2 separate regions of the Mus musculus genome follow, and region 1 is linked to region 2. A link is a contact called in public HiChIP or PLAC-seq data. All regions are on one chromosome and are shown on one strand. The core of a region is the stretch at or near the end of the contact, and the rest is flanking DNA. Distances in the headings are between cores, read along the strand shown. Region 1 holds the start of Cuta (cutA divalent cation tolerance homolog). Region 2 holds the start of Pigq (phosphatidylinositol glycan anchor biosynthesis, class Q).

The links. HiChIP or PLAC-seq counts read pairs in DNA pulled down with a chosen protein or histone mark.
Region 1: a contact with region 2 is called in a FOXA1 HiChIP or PLAC-seq map of pancreatic cancer cells. The contact joins the promoter of Cuta here to the promoter of Pigq in region 2. A contact is called at or near these places in 1 of 39 promoter capture datasets (erythroid cells), 1 of 115 datasets of contacts at active chromatin or transcription factors (pancreatic cancer cells) and 1 of 9 other capture datasets (adipose tissue).

The regions. Positions count from the first base shown.
Region 1 is chr17:26,937,045-26,943,176 of GRCm38.p6, forward strand. It overlaps Cuta (cutA divalent cation tolerance homolog), which reads right to left and starts at 2,494. Exons shown (of 7, transcript NM_026307.3): 1 at 2,407-2,494; 2 at 2,273-2,324; 3 at 1,840-2,048; 4 at 1,683-1,742; 5 at 1,528-1,573; 6 at 1,374-1,423; 7 at 928-1,132. The coding sequence starts at 2,314. The coding sequence ends at 1,006. It overlaps Phf1 (PHD finger protein 1), which reads left to right. Exons shown (of 15, transcript NM_009343.3): 14 at 10-90; 15 at 236-864. The coding sequence ends at 521. Syngap1 (synaptic Ras GTPase activating protein 1 homolog (rat)) reads left to right here and starts at 4,206. Exons shown (of 19, transcript NM_001281491.2): 1 at 4,206-4,474. The coding sequence starts at 4,408.
Region 2 is chr17:25,937,545-25,944,233 of GRCm38.p6, forward strand. It overlaps Pigq (phosphatidylinositol glycan anchor biosynthesis, class Q), which reads right to left and starts at 4,445. Exons shown (of 11, transcript NM_011822.4): 1 at 4,271-4,445. Nhlrc4 (NHL repeat containing 4) reads right to left here. Exons shown (of 2, transcript NM_001039038.2): 2 at 4,689-6,689. The coding sequence starts at 6,227. The coding sequence ends at 5,817.

The DNA.
Region 1 (6,132 bases), core at 1,244-3,743, 1.0 Mb after region 2:
CAACCTCAGCAGCCCTATCCGGATGTTCGCCTCCTTCCACCCTTCTGCCAGCACTGCAGGGACCTCTGGGGACAGTGAACCCCCAGATAGGTGAGTCTATCCCGTCGACACCAGTTCCCTCCTTTCAGGCTTTAGTCTCTGAAGCCCAGACTAGCATCAGTCCTGCCCGCCCTCCTGCCACCCACCCACATCTCTCAGGCCTGTCTGGTCTCACTGTTTGTCCTCTGTCTTCCAGGTCACCTCTGGGACTTCACATTGGCTTCCCCACAGACACCCCTAAAAGTTCACCCCACTCAGTGACGGCCTCATCTTCCTCGGTCCCAGCCCTGACCCCAGGCTTTTCCAGACATTCACCCCCTTCTCCCTTGTGCCGTAGTCTGTCTCCGGGGACTGGGGGAGGAGTCCGAGGTGGGGTTAGCTACCTGTCCCGAGGGGACCCTGTGAGGGTCCTTGCTCGAAGAGTGCGGCCTGACGGCTCTGTGCAGTACCTAGTTGAGTGGGGAGGGGGGGGCATCTTCTGACAGCCTGCTTCTGCTCCCCTCCCCATTCACACACTGGCACTTTCATGCCCTGACCTCTGACCTCACCTACAGCTGGGATGTACCTGGAGAGATGGGGAGTGGTTCTCCCTCCTGCCCAGGCTGGAATCCAGGGGAGTGAAGAGGTCCTCTTCTCTGCCCCTTCATGACTCCTAATGCCCCCCCTCATTTCCTTTGATGTTATTTTGTTACAGCTTTTGAGATAATTTTTTAAGACTATTTAACCCCTGGGATTAGAGATTGGGGGGGGGGGTTTGGGTGGTCCAGGATTCCAGACTGTATGACTGTAATAAAGATAAATAAACCTAGTAGGCATGAGTCATTTTGAAAGATTGACAAGAGGCGCTCTCGATCTTCCCGACCACATCCATGTCACAGAGAAAAGGCATCAGGAGCAGGAGAGGATTTATTGGGGGTTCGGTCATCACATGGAAGCCAGGGGGCATTAAAACAGGAACAGGGCTCCTCATGGTAGGGCTGTGCCAGAATTTGAAACCGATTCTGTGACCTGGTGCACCCAGTGCAGGTACGGGGGATTTCCCTGCTCCACAGGCAGTGCAATCACTTCGGCCACTTCATAAGGGTGCACAGATCTGCGAAGTGATAGGGCGAGGTTATTTGGACACCCAAAGATACACCCCCTAAGACACCAGCCCTGGACTCCCCAGTAAGTTCCACCACACAGTGTCCACCTCAGCGCTTGGGGGAGGGGAGGCGGGGAGCGGGGTTTCTTCTCACTCAGTGGCAGAGTGTTTGCCTGAAATACTCAAGGCCCTGCCTGGTTCATCCCCCAGCCCCACCACCACCACCAAAAGAAAATCTCAAAGTTCTTACCGAACAAACTCTGTCAGAGCAGGGACCAGGGAGCTTTGGGTTTTAATCATCTAAAGGGCAAAGACAGACATAGTTCAACCAACGGGGTAGAGAACTGGTGTCAGGAGAGGGCCAGAGTTGTCAAAGGAGCCAGGCAGGGGGGGAATTTTCTCACCATCAGCACCTCACTATCTTCCTCGATCTTTCCTTTCCATTCATAGCTGAAGAGGTCAGAGAAAGAAGGGAACAAAGTCTTGGGAAAGGAAGATTTCTCCCAGAAAAAGCTCTCAGCCCCTCCGGGTAGATTTCCGTTTCTAACTGACAACTCACATGGATGTGATCTGCGGGATGAGGTTGACGCAGGCTGCCAGACGCTTCTCTACCACTGCCCTGAGGGTGAAGCGAGATCAGAGTGTGCACGACCCGGAAACAGCACCCTTCCCCTAACCCCAACGCTCTCTCTAGGTCATCTGGCCGAGGTCCCCACCTGGCGATCTCCTTGGCGACTTTTTCGTTGGGACAAGTGACAAAGGCTGCAGAGACTGATCCTGGAACGTAGCCGGAGCCCGAGGCCGGAGGGGGCTGGGACGGAGGGCTTCCAGAAGCCATTGACAGCAGAGCTCGGGGTAGCAACAGAAGGCGGGAAGCCACCGGCAGTAGCGCTGGCATCCAAAGAAACGACAGGAGCAGAGTGGCCTGGAGCAGGGGGGAGGGCGGATTCAGTGTCCCCACAACTGCCCCAGGAAATTGCACCTGGGCTGCCTTCTGGGGCAGACACCAAGCCTCTGCGCTGCCTTTTCTGCACCAGGAAGAAAAAAAAAAATGTCCCTGAAACTTAAAAGAAACTTGGGACAGCTCCTCTGTTCCGCTGCAGAAGCTGGGTGAGACTTCGAGACCGGAAAAGGCGGGGCCAGACTCACCCCTCCGCCGAGCAAGACGCCGGGCGCCCGCCCCCAGTTCATGCAGCCCGCGCTGGTAGAGAAAAGAAGAAATCAATGGCCGCTCATTGCACGGACGAAGGACCCCGAGCCCCGGCGGAGCGGCCGCCTCTTACCTGCAGTAGCCACGTGACGCGAAAACAGTGTGCACCACGTGACAGGAGCAGCCCTGCCTTCCCGGAGTCTCCAGACCTGGCCAATCCCGGCCCTCAAGTGGCCCGGTAGCCCCGCCCTCTTAAGTGGGCGTGGCGTCGAGCCCTCCGACCAATCGGCAGCTTTATCTGAGGTCGTGCGCCCCAGCGGCCCGCCCATTTCCGTGAATCCTCAACCGGTTGCTGGCAGGGGAACGCCGCTGCGGCGACCCGCCGTCACGTGATGAGGCCTGTCCTTTCAGGCGGCGCCGCCTCAGGAGCAGCGAGCGGAGGCCAATTGCTGGCCGGCCTCGCGGTCCACGTGACGTGAGACCTGGCGACCCGCGCTGTCGCTGCGTCAGGCTGGGGCCGGGGAGTTGTCCTGAGCTCCGGAGTGTGCCTAGTAACAGCCCCCCTCCCTCCCCGCGCTGACAGGCAGCCTTGGGTGGGGACAGTTCCCCCCACCCCCCGCCACCGCCCTTGCGTTAGCACCGAGCTGAGAAGCCAGCTGTCCCTGGGTAGGGGGCAGTGATCAGGCAGGCTCAGACCTGGCACTGCCGTGGCTGGGAGAGGAAAGACACCTTTTCAAAGCACTGGGTGACACCTGTAAATGGGCTAGTGGGTGATGGAAGATACCCAGAGCCCAAAGCTTCGGACAGAGGCTGACAAATGAGTGGAGAGGAGAAATGAGAGTTGCAAGTTAGAGTTCAGAGTGTGACCCTGTTCTTTCCCCCTTGCTGACTCTTCTCCCCAGGACTGGCCCACCTCTCGGTCTTGGGTCTCCTTACCTTCATCCATTCCCCCAAGGAACCAGGACCTGCCCTACATAACCTCCCTGGAGCCTAAACACATCCAGTGACCCAAAAATGGAGAGGGGACCAGTGAGAGGACAGAGAAGAGGGTGGAGACAGCAGGAAAAAGGGCCCTGCCGCCCAAATATTAGCCCTCCCTCCAAGGTCTGGGGTCCTTGGCATGGGTGGCTCCTGTTAGGCTTCTGCATTTTCTTGAGTTGGGGGGGGGGTTCTCAGAGATCCTTGTGTGTGTAGGTGAGGGGTTGGGGGTCCAATATTTGGGTCCTGTGGGGGTGGGGGTCCAATATTTGGGCCCTTCCTAGGGTCTGGGTTACCTGGGGAGTTGTTTCAGGAAATTGAACCTCGCAATCGGTCACTAACTCACATCTTTCAGATGTAATGTATTTTAGATCTCTATGTGGTCATCTTCATCTTTGGGTCAGCCGAATGTCTCCTCCTTCATCCCCAAGTTTGCAGTTTCTTTGAGATACGAATGTGGGGTTTCTTACCTCTAGCTAGATTCTAAAATTTAATTCTGGCCTGGGGCACTTTCTAATATTGGCTTCATCTTTTTCTTTGGGTCTAGGTCTCTGTTTTGGGTCTCCCAAACTACAAGTCCAGGGTTCGAATAAGATTAACATGGGTCTGGAGAACCTTGCTGACACTAGAGTCTCATATTCTGGTCCCTGACTCCTTTCTTTAATTTAGGGGGTGGGGTCTGAGCTCAGAGGTCTCTTTCCTTCTAGATTTGGATCTGTGAGACCCAATTTGTTGAGTATGGAGGTGGGGGGGGGGTGAGGTGGTGAGTATCTTTCTCTGGGTCTGGGGTCTGTCTGAGGGTCTTGGGTCAGCTTCTACGGGACTTCCCTGGTGTGTATGAGTCAGGGGTCCCTCGTTCTCTCCTTTTCCGGGTCTCCCTGGGTAGGGGTGGGGGCTGCAGTCTCTCCCTCCTCCTCCTGCTCTCTCTTCTCTAGCTCGCTTCCCCCGCCCCCCCTCTCTCTGCTGCCGCTGCTGCCGTTGGCTCTTATTCTCCTCCTCCTCCTCCTCTCTCCTCCTCTCTGCTCCTCTCCGCTCCTCTCTCCTCCTCTCTCCTCCTCCTCCTCCTCCTCCACCTCCTCCTTCTCCCCCTTTCTCTCCCCCTCTTTCTCTCTTCTTTTTCTCCCCCCGTCCCCCCGCCCCCTCCCCCTCAGGCCTGATGAGCAGGTCTCGAGCCTCCATCCATCGGGGGAGCATCCCCGCGATGTCCTATGCCCCCTTCAGAGGTACGGTGGTGGTAAGGGGAGGGGAGGGCCAAATGGGGGGGCAAGAGGGGGAGGGGCAGCGGGCGGGGGAGGGCCGGGGCCACCGAGGGGAAGGAGCGGCTGAAATGGAGGGAGAGGGGAGGGTCGGGAAGGCAGAGGTGGGAACAGTGGGAAAGGAGGGATTAGAGGCATAGGGGTAGGATAGAGGGGCTGGGACACGGGCCTTTTCAAGGGGGCTGAGGGGAAGATGATGGAGGGGAAAGCGCGTCAGAAAGGGATGAGAAGGGAGGACTGAGTTTGGGGAAAGGCTGCAGAAATGGTTTGGATTTGGGAGCAGAGTGAGGAAGAAATTACCAAGGAAGTAGAGGCATGGTCTTGGGAGAGGGTAGGGGGGAAATGAAAACACAGGCGGCATGAGAGACCAAGAAGGTGGGAAGGGAATTTGGTGAGGGGCTCAGGGTGGTAGGACTTAGGAAAAGAGAGGAGGATGGAGGGAGGGAAGGGGCCAGATGGAGAAAGAAGGTGGCAGTGGGGGGGTGTGGGGGGTCCAGATGGAGGGAAGAGAGGAGAGAGAAAAAGGATTGGGGGAGGGGACACCAGAGAAGGGGGAGGATCAAGTGGTTTTTTTTTTTTTGGTTTGGGGGGGGGGATGCAAGTAAGATTGAGGGGTGGGGACAAGGGCCAGATAAAAATCCTGAGGGTAACTGGCCCTCATTAGGACTCTGGAGAAGTGAGATGCAATCCCTGAGTCTCATTTGCTTTCTTAATCGCTTTGACCCCTTCCCCCACCCCACCTCTTCTTTCCAGTCCCCCTCCCTGCCTCTGCTGTCCATCACTTATATCTTTCCCCCCATATGGTGTCCGTTTCTTATATGAGTCCCCCTTCTGTTCTTCCCCTGTATTGGTCCCTATCTCATATCTCTTCTCTTTCCCTCCCTCTCTTCTAATAACTACCTTAATACACCACTGCTGCTCCTGGGCCCCGTGTCTCAGATCCCCTGACAGGTCTCTCTCACTCCCTCTGCCCCATGTTGGCTGAAACCTTCTGGTCCATTCCCTTGCCCTAGGCAAGCAACCACCATCTTTACCATCTTCCTTTTCTCTTAGGTTCACGCTGTTACTTGTCCCTCAGCTCACCCTCTGTTTCCTATCCCACTTCCCATCTTGTCACATGGTCTGTGCTTATTTCCTCTTATTCCCCAACCTGGTGATTCCTCTCTTCTTGTCCCCTCTGCTTCCTGGGGTGATAGAGATTGGGGGGGGGGGTTACCAAAACACAGGTTTTGATCGTTGGAACAGGGCTCTAAGGAATTCCCCCATCTTGGACCCTTGTGGAACTTCTCATTCCAGTAAAAATTTCCCATTTCCCTGTCCTCTGCCATGTTCCATTGCTTCCTAGGGTCATTAGTATTCTTAACTATAGAATCTCTCTGTGTGTGTGTGTGTGTGTGTGTGTGTGTGTGTGTGTGTGTTGTACCTAAGCTAAGATTCCCTGTGTCCCTTTCCTGTTCCCAGTAGAACAGTGTCCCTTGAGGTCTATCCTGCTTGCCCAGCTGCAGCCTAGAGCAGCTCCTCTGTTGTGTTTTGGTTATATGTATTAACAGATTTTTCCCCTGGATACACCATGCGTTGAGATGTACTAGGCCTCAAGTGTTTGTGATCTAAGTTATGGAAGGTTG
Region 2 (6,689 bases), core at 3,195-5,694:
ACCATTCACCCAGCCACACATTGGGAAAGCACAGTTCTGGATTCGGTGGGTCATGGCTGTGCATCTCCCAGGGACTGAACTCTTCCCATCACTGCCCCAGGAAGCAGCAGCTGTATGTGTGATGGCAGGGCAGTGCTTCCACACGTTCTAAGGCCAGCAGCCTGAAGCAGGGCAGAGTGAGGTACTGGACAGATGCTGTTGACTGACAGCAGTGTGGGGCTGAGCCTGAGGGCTTTAATGAGAAAGGCCTCCTTATGAGTGTCATATGAGCATGTACACAAATGATAACTTTAGCAAACCAGAAGCCAGCCAGCTGTGTAATGTACACCTGTGATTCCAGCAGTGGAGAGGTGGAGGAAGGAGTGCCAGTTCAAGACCAGCCTTCAAAGGAAGGGGTTGGGGGAGATGGCTTTTGACTATAGTCTCAGTACTTAGGAGGCTAAAGCAGGGAGACCACTGGGTTCAAGATTCAAGACAAGGCTAGGCCTACACATGAATTTCAGGGAATCCTGGCATACAAAATAAGGCCCTGTCTCAAACAGCAATAAACTAGATTTACACAAGCAAGAGTTAAGATAAAATTTAAACCTGGGACTGCAGAGCCACTCAGAGCTTTAGAGTTCTCGTCGCTCTTGCAGAAGACCTGAGTTTGATTCCCAGCACCCAAATGGTGGTTCACAACCATTCATACCTCCAGTTCCAGCAGACCTAGCACATGTGTGGTTACATACGTGCAGGCAAAACCTCATATACGTAAAGTAAATTTAAAAGGTATTAAGCCTGTTTTGGAGGGCCAGGGATGGTTTTCAATGACAGAGTGCTTGCCTAGCATGGCCAACATTCTGAATTTAATCTCAAACACCACCAAATGACCAAAAATAAAAATAAAAGCGAGGGGCTGGAGAGATGGCTCAGCAAATAAGAGCACTGACTGCTCTTCCAGAGGTCCTGAGTTCAAATCCCAGCAACTACACGGTGGCTCACAACCGCCCGTAATGAAATCTGATGCTCTCTTCTGGTGTGTCTGAAGTCAGCTACAGTGTACTTAAGATATAATAAATAAATATTTTTTAAAAAATAAAAAAATAAAAGCGAACCAAACAAACTTGTTTCGGGGCTCAGGAAAACTGGATGCACACCTAGATCACTGGTCCTAAGGCTGCGGGTAAGGCCTGCTTAAAGGAGCCGCTCCTCCTGTGACACGGACCATGTCCTCCTGTTGCTGCTGCCACAAACTCATCAATCCCGAGCTCCGCCTAAGTCAGGATTTGAAACTCCACCAGTTCCCATCCTGGAAAACTTGGTCCTCCAACCTCCAAGAAATCCTATATAAGTTTGCTTCTCACTCAGTTTTCTGCTACTTCTAGCCCAAGCAGAGGTAGCTGCCATCTTGTGTCTTTCCCAATAAATCTCTTGTATGAGGCTTGTTGTGTGGTGTGACTTTGTGCTTGCTATTCCTTGGCTCCAGACTGCCAGGACACCTTTGCCTTCAGAGCTGTAACACAGAGACTCAGTCTCAGAAAGTAAGTAGAGAAGAGGCTGGAGGTGTAGCTCAGTGGTAGCGGCTCTGCTCTGCCCTCTGCTCACCTGAGGTACCTCTGGGTAGTACTCCTCTTTCTCTGGAATCCTTGGCAGACACCCCAAGATGGGGCTCCCAGCAGAGCAGTATTTCTCTCCATGAGAGAATGTCAACGCATTTTCTGTGAGGGAACAGCAGCCCTCCTGACCTCTCAGGCTCTTGGTGTGAGCATTAAGAACCACCACAGGGGCACCACCACAGGGGCTGGAGAGATGGCTCAGCGGTTAAGAGCACTGACTGCTCTTCCAAAGGTCCTGAGTTCAAATCCCAGCAACCACAAGGTGGCTCACAACCACCTCTAATGAGTGAGATCTGATCTGATCTGATGCCCTCTTCTGGTGTGCCTGGTGTGCTTACATGTAATAAATAAATAAATCTTTAAAAAAAAAAAAACCACCATAGTAGCTACAAATCCTTTACTCTGTGGACCCCACTCTGTTCCTTCCACAGAAAAGGTGCTGTTTGGAGATTGTGGGTGTCCTCCACTTGTGCCTGCTGATCTGAACTGCTGGAATGGTTGGCAAGGTTCAAGTGCCTACATATGCCTTTCTTTAGTCAATACCGCATCTTGCCCATGTGAAGTGAAGGACACAGCAACCATGAACAAAGACCCCATTTTTGGATCCTTTCCTGAGGGAGGCCCAGATCTTGGGCTGAAGCCTAGTTTCCTGGTCTAGTGTCTGCACAAAACAATTGGAGTCGAGGGGATAGACAGTGACACAAGTGGTGGTGGTAGCTGGCCCATAGACAAATGGCCAGAGCTTGAAGGATCCAGGTGCAGCTGCTCCCTTCCTGTCCAGCCCAAAGCCGTCACATGGACAATGTGGCAAAGCTTTTTGGTTTTGATATTGAGGACTAGACCTAGGGTCTCATATGAACTATAACCCAGCCCAATGCTGAGAGGACTAATGGGACCCAGCACTGTAGGACTTCCAAATGCTGGTGCTGATTAAAAGAACAGTCCAAGCCTGAAAAAGCCGTTAAAGAAGTCTCGGGAAGCCTTTCCATAGAACTCTGAGTCAGAAGTCTCCAGGAAAACAAAACTCCAAAGAACCCGGAGGAAGCAGGCAATTGGTAGGTGTCCATAGGGAAAACCTGACGCCCAACACTAGGGCAGGCTAAATCCCCATAGCCAGTGTCAAGAACCAATTTCTCTTGTCCCTTCAGTAGGAACTGACTCCAGAAGGCCATGACATGAGGCACGGCTAAAAATACTAGAGCCATTCCGCCTGTAAGAGCCCCGGCGGGTCACTGTCATAGGGAACCCTTCAGCCCAGCCCAAACTCTTGTTCAACAACTTTGTAAGGACACACCAGCTCAGTGAAATATCATTTGACTCTCTGGGGGAACACTTCACATGAACTAAGGAAAAATGCTCACAACCGTGTAGGAAGAGAAATGCCCTTGATCTAATTATAAACAGATGTTTCAAAGGTTGGTTTGGAGTCTGCTCACAACTCGTGAATCCACTGTGCTATATACACACTGTGTCTATGCACATCCTCCTTGTGGAGTATGCTTCATTTACAGTTTACCTTAAAGCAAAAAAGCTCGGGTCAAAGGAAAGAAGGTGCAAGGCAGAGAGAGGTTGGAGCTCTGATCTGTGGGGTACTGAGAGAACTCAAGTTGAGGCAAATCCCCACCCTCACTCCCATCTCAGCCTCCGGATGCACTGAAGTGTAAGAAGGAGTGTGCTTACACTGGGCTGCTGGGATCCCAGCAGCAGAAAATGATGATGAAAGAGCAGGCGATCGATACAAGAGGTGAGAGGCTGGAGCGAGAAGGCAAAAACCTGGGATGCGTGAAGGCCTTTAAAGATGCTGATTAAAAGAACAGCCCAAGCCTGGAAAAGCTACCTTTGCTAAGAAGGAGTCAGTTCCCTCCCCGACAGCCCATTCCCAGGAGGGTTAAATAAGAGGCCCCAGGAAGTCTCTTCACAGAACTCCAAGTCAGACTTCAGCAGCAGAGCTACTGCTTACTTCCCCTGCAAGGAACAGGCTTGAGGGATGGCCAGCCCAGTTAAGAGAGACCTGGGACACATCATAGCTGAAACATTACTTTGTGAATCTTTGAGAGGGTTCATATTTACCCCACGTTCAAACAACAACAACAACAACAAAACCACTTTTCTGACTAGGGATGTAGTCAGTTGGTATGGAGCCTACCTAGCCTGCACCAGACCCTGTGTTGAGTCCCCAGAACCTCATAGACCAGTAGTAGCAGTGCATATCTGTAATCAGGAGGTGGCCAAAGGACAATCAAAAATTCAAGGTCATCCTTTGCTACACTAGGATTTTGAGGCCAACCTAGCCTAAAAGAGAACCTGCACAGAAACACATTTTCCGCCTCTGTAAATGCTTTCCTTTTTCATTTCAAAAGGAGGGGGTAATCTGTTTCTGATCTTTACTGGAGTGGATAAATATGAGCCTCTCAGCCAGTGCCCCAGGAATCTTCCAGCCAGTTCCCGGCCTGGAGGGGAGGAGGGGCCTCTCGGTGCCCTCAAGTTCCGGAGAGCAGGCCCAGACCCACAACGGGTGCCGCTGAGCCTGGAGGTCAGCTGCGTGGGTGGCCGCCTCTCCCTCTATCCCGGCCTCAGGTTTCCCATCTCAGAGTCTTTAGGACCAAGAGGCCTGCGCTACCTCGGGATTTCCTCCTCTTCCTCTCCCGGCCCCGCCACCCGCTAGTGCTCACCAGCTGGTCCCCGGGGCCGCGTCCCCGAGCGGTAGGGAAGGAACTGGGTTGGGCACTGCGTTCGGCGGGCCCGGGAGGACGACCGTGCTTGCGGCTCCCAGGCCCGCCGCGGGACATCAGCACCATTTCCGCCGGCTCCGCGGCGTTGTCGCGCGACGGTCCGGTCCCCAAACATGCCCGGGCTGTCCATCGCCTGAGCCCGAGAGTTCCGCGCGCGCGGCTCCTGTCATCAAAGCTACCCTCGCTGTAAATATCCTGAAAGGTCCGGTGGATCCAGCCTTTGAGGACCATGGTAGCCGCTTTGTTCTTACCGCCTGGCCTCCTAAACCCAGGCCCTTCCATCTGTTTCTATCCATTGCGAGTAGGGTGCATGCAGACCCGTGTGGGCCGCATAGTCTGAAAGCAATACCCCTAACAACGCAGTAACTAGTGTTTATTGAGCATCTACTTACAAGCAAAGTTTCTTTCATTGTCCATTAATCCCCCACAACATAATGAACAGGGCATATTGATTTAGCCTGCAGGAGTGACATGTGTGTTGACCTCAACGTCCAGATGACAGGCTGGGTGCCACCCCACACCCTAAAGGAGCAAAAGCAAGGAGCTTTTTCTTGCTTCTTCCCACATGAAGAACATGGGTGAGACCAGATTCTCAATGAGTAAGCTCTTCAAACACACACACACACACACACACACACACACACACACACACACACCCCTCCCCTTCCAGATCTCATCTGTAACATGGGAGGAAAGGCTACTGTTTTCCTGTCTTGAATGGAAGGGTATGAAAGAACCTGTGCTACCCAGAACCGTCCCAGCACCCCACCTAAGTGCTCAAAAGTGGTTTGGACCTGGATTGAAGGGAAAACTGAAGGTATCTTTCAAAACAGGGAGTGTCCAGTAGAGGACCTGCCCTTGCTATGTGCCCTACCAGGACACATGTTGGCCTTACCCCTCTGATTTGCCTACTCCTTACCTCTCTGTTGGGCCCAGAGTGCTGTTGGAGGCTCAAGAATGGGAATATTTTTGAAGCTGGGGGGAACACTAAGGGACCACACCCTTCCCCTAAACTGCCCAACCCAGCCTAGCCACACCCTCCCTGCCTGCCTGCCTGCCTGCCTCTGATTAGGATGTAGGGGTTGGACACCTGGCAGGAGATCTTGCCTAGCTATCTGCTGGCAGACAGCCTCAGCACCCAGGATCTATAGCTTCAAGTGTTGCCTCAAAGCTCAGGCCTCCCGAGACCCAAGCTAGCAGAGCCAGGGACTGAGTGGCCCTTGGGTTTTAGGGGCATGAAAACCTATGAGCATACTTAATAGGGAAGTGGAGATGGCCCAGTTTAGAACCTCATCAAGAAATGGTGATTCATGGTTTCTGTGTAGACAGGGGCACTTGCCAAGAGGAAATCACAAAGCCAGCTAAGACCAGGTATCAGGAAGACGGCTCAGCAGGCCCCAAGGAGCCTACCAACCTTCCATGATAGTACAAAGGACTCAGGCCCGGCCAGTCCTAGCAAGGGGCAATTTCCCCCAGAGCCTACCCCTCAGGCCATCTCCCCCAGATACTGGTACAACTTGATGCAGTTGTCCCCTGCATCTGCCACCACTAGTTGGCCCTGGGGTGCACAGGCCATACCCAAGGGCCTCTTTAGTCCCTCCAACTGCAAACAGATGGGTGGCCCAACCCGGGGAAACAAAGTCACTTGGTGCCTCTGCTCATCAGCCACAATAATGCTACCCTCTGCATCAGAGCACACACCTGCTGGGTGGCCAAAGTTATGCCCAGTCAGGGTTCCTAGGGAGCCCAGAGGCTGGTGGGCACTGCCAAACAGCTGTACATCCCCAAACTCTTCACTCACAGCAAAGCCCCCATCAGGCCCTGGACCTACCCAACAAGGGCCCTCCAGACCTAGCATGGAGGTTGGAGCAAGGGGCTCCCAGGTTGGTCCTAACATGAAGCTGTGAACAGTTCCAGGCAAGTAGTCTGTCACCAGGAAGTGTCCAAGAGCATCCACAGCCAGCCCTCGGGGGGACAGGAATGTGCCTACAGTCACCCAGCGGCCCTGGGGTTCCCGGGAAGTGTACTGGAGAGCATACACAGCCCCGTGAATGAGGTCACTGACCACCACAAGCCCTGCAGCTGTCACCGCCACATCCTCTGGGACAAAGGCTCCAGTTCTAGGAATGCAGCAGGGTAGTTGACAAATGGAGCGTCCCTCAAGATCCAGCACATGGACACAGGATGCAACACCAGCCGTCAAGAAGAGCAGACCATCTGGGGAGCAGTGCAGGCCTCGGGGGCTCCCTGCAGCCCCTGCTGGCACCAGGATTTGTCCCAGCAGGCGAGGCTGCCGAGAGCAATTGGCATCTCTAAGTTGGTCCAGCCTGAGATCAAGATGTCAGGGGTAGGTGGCTGG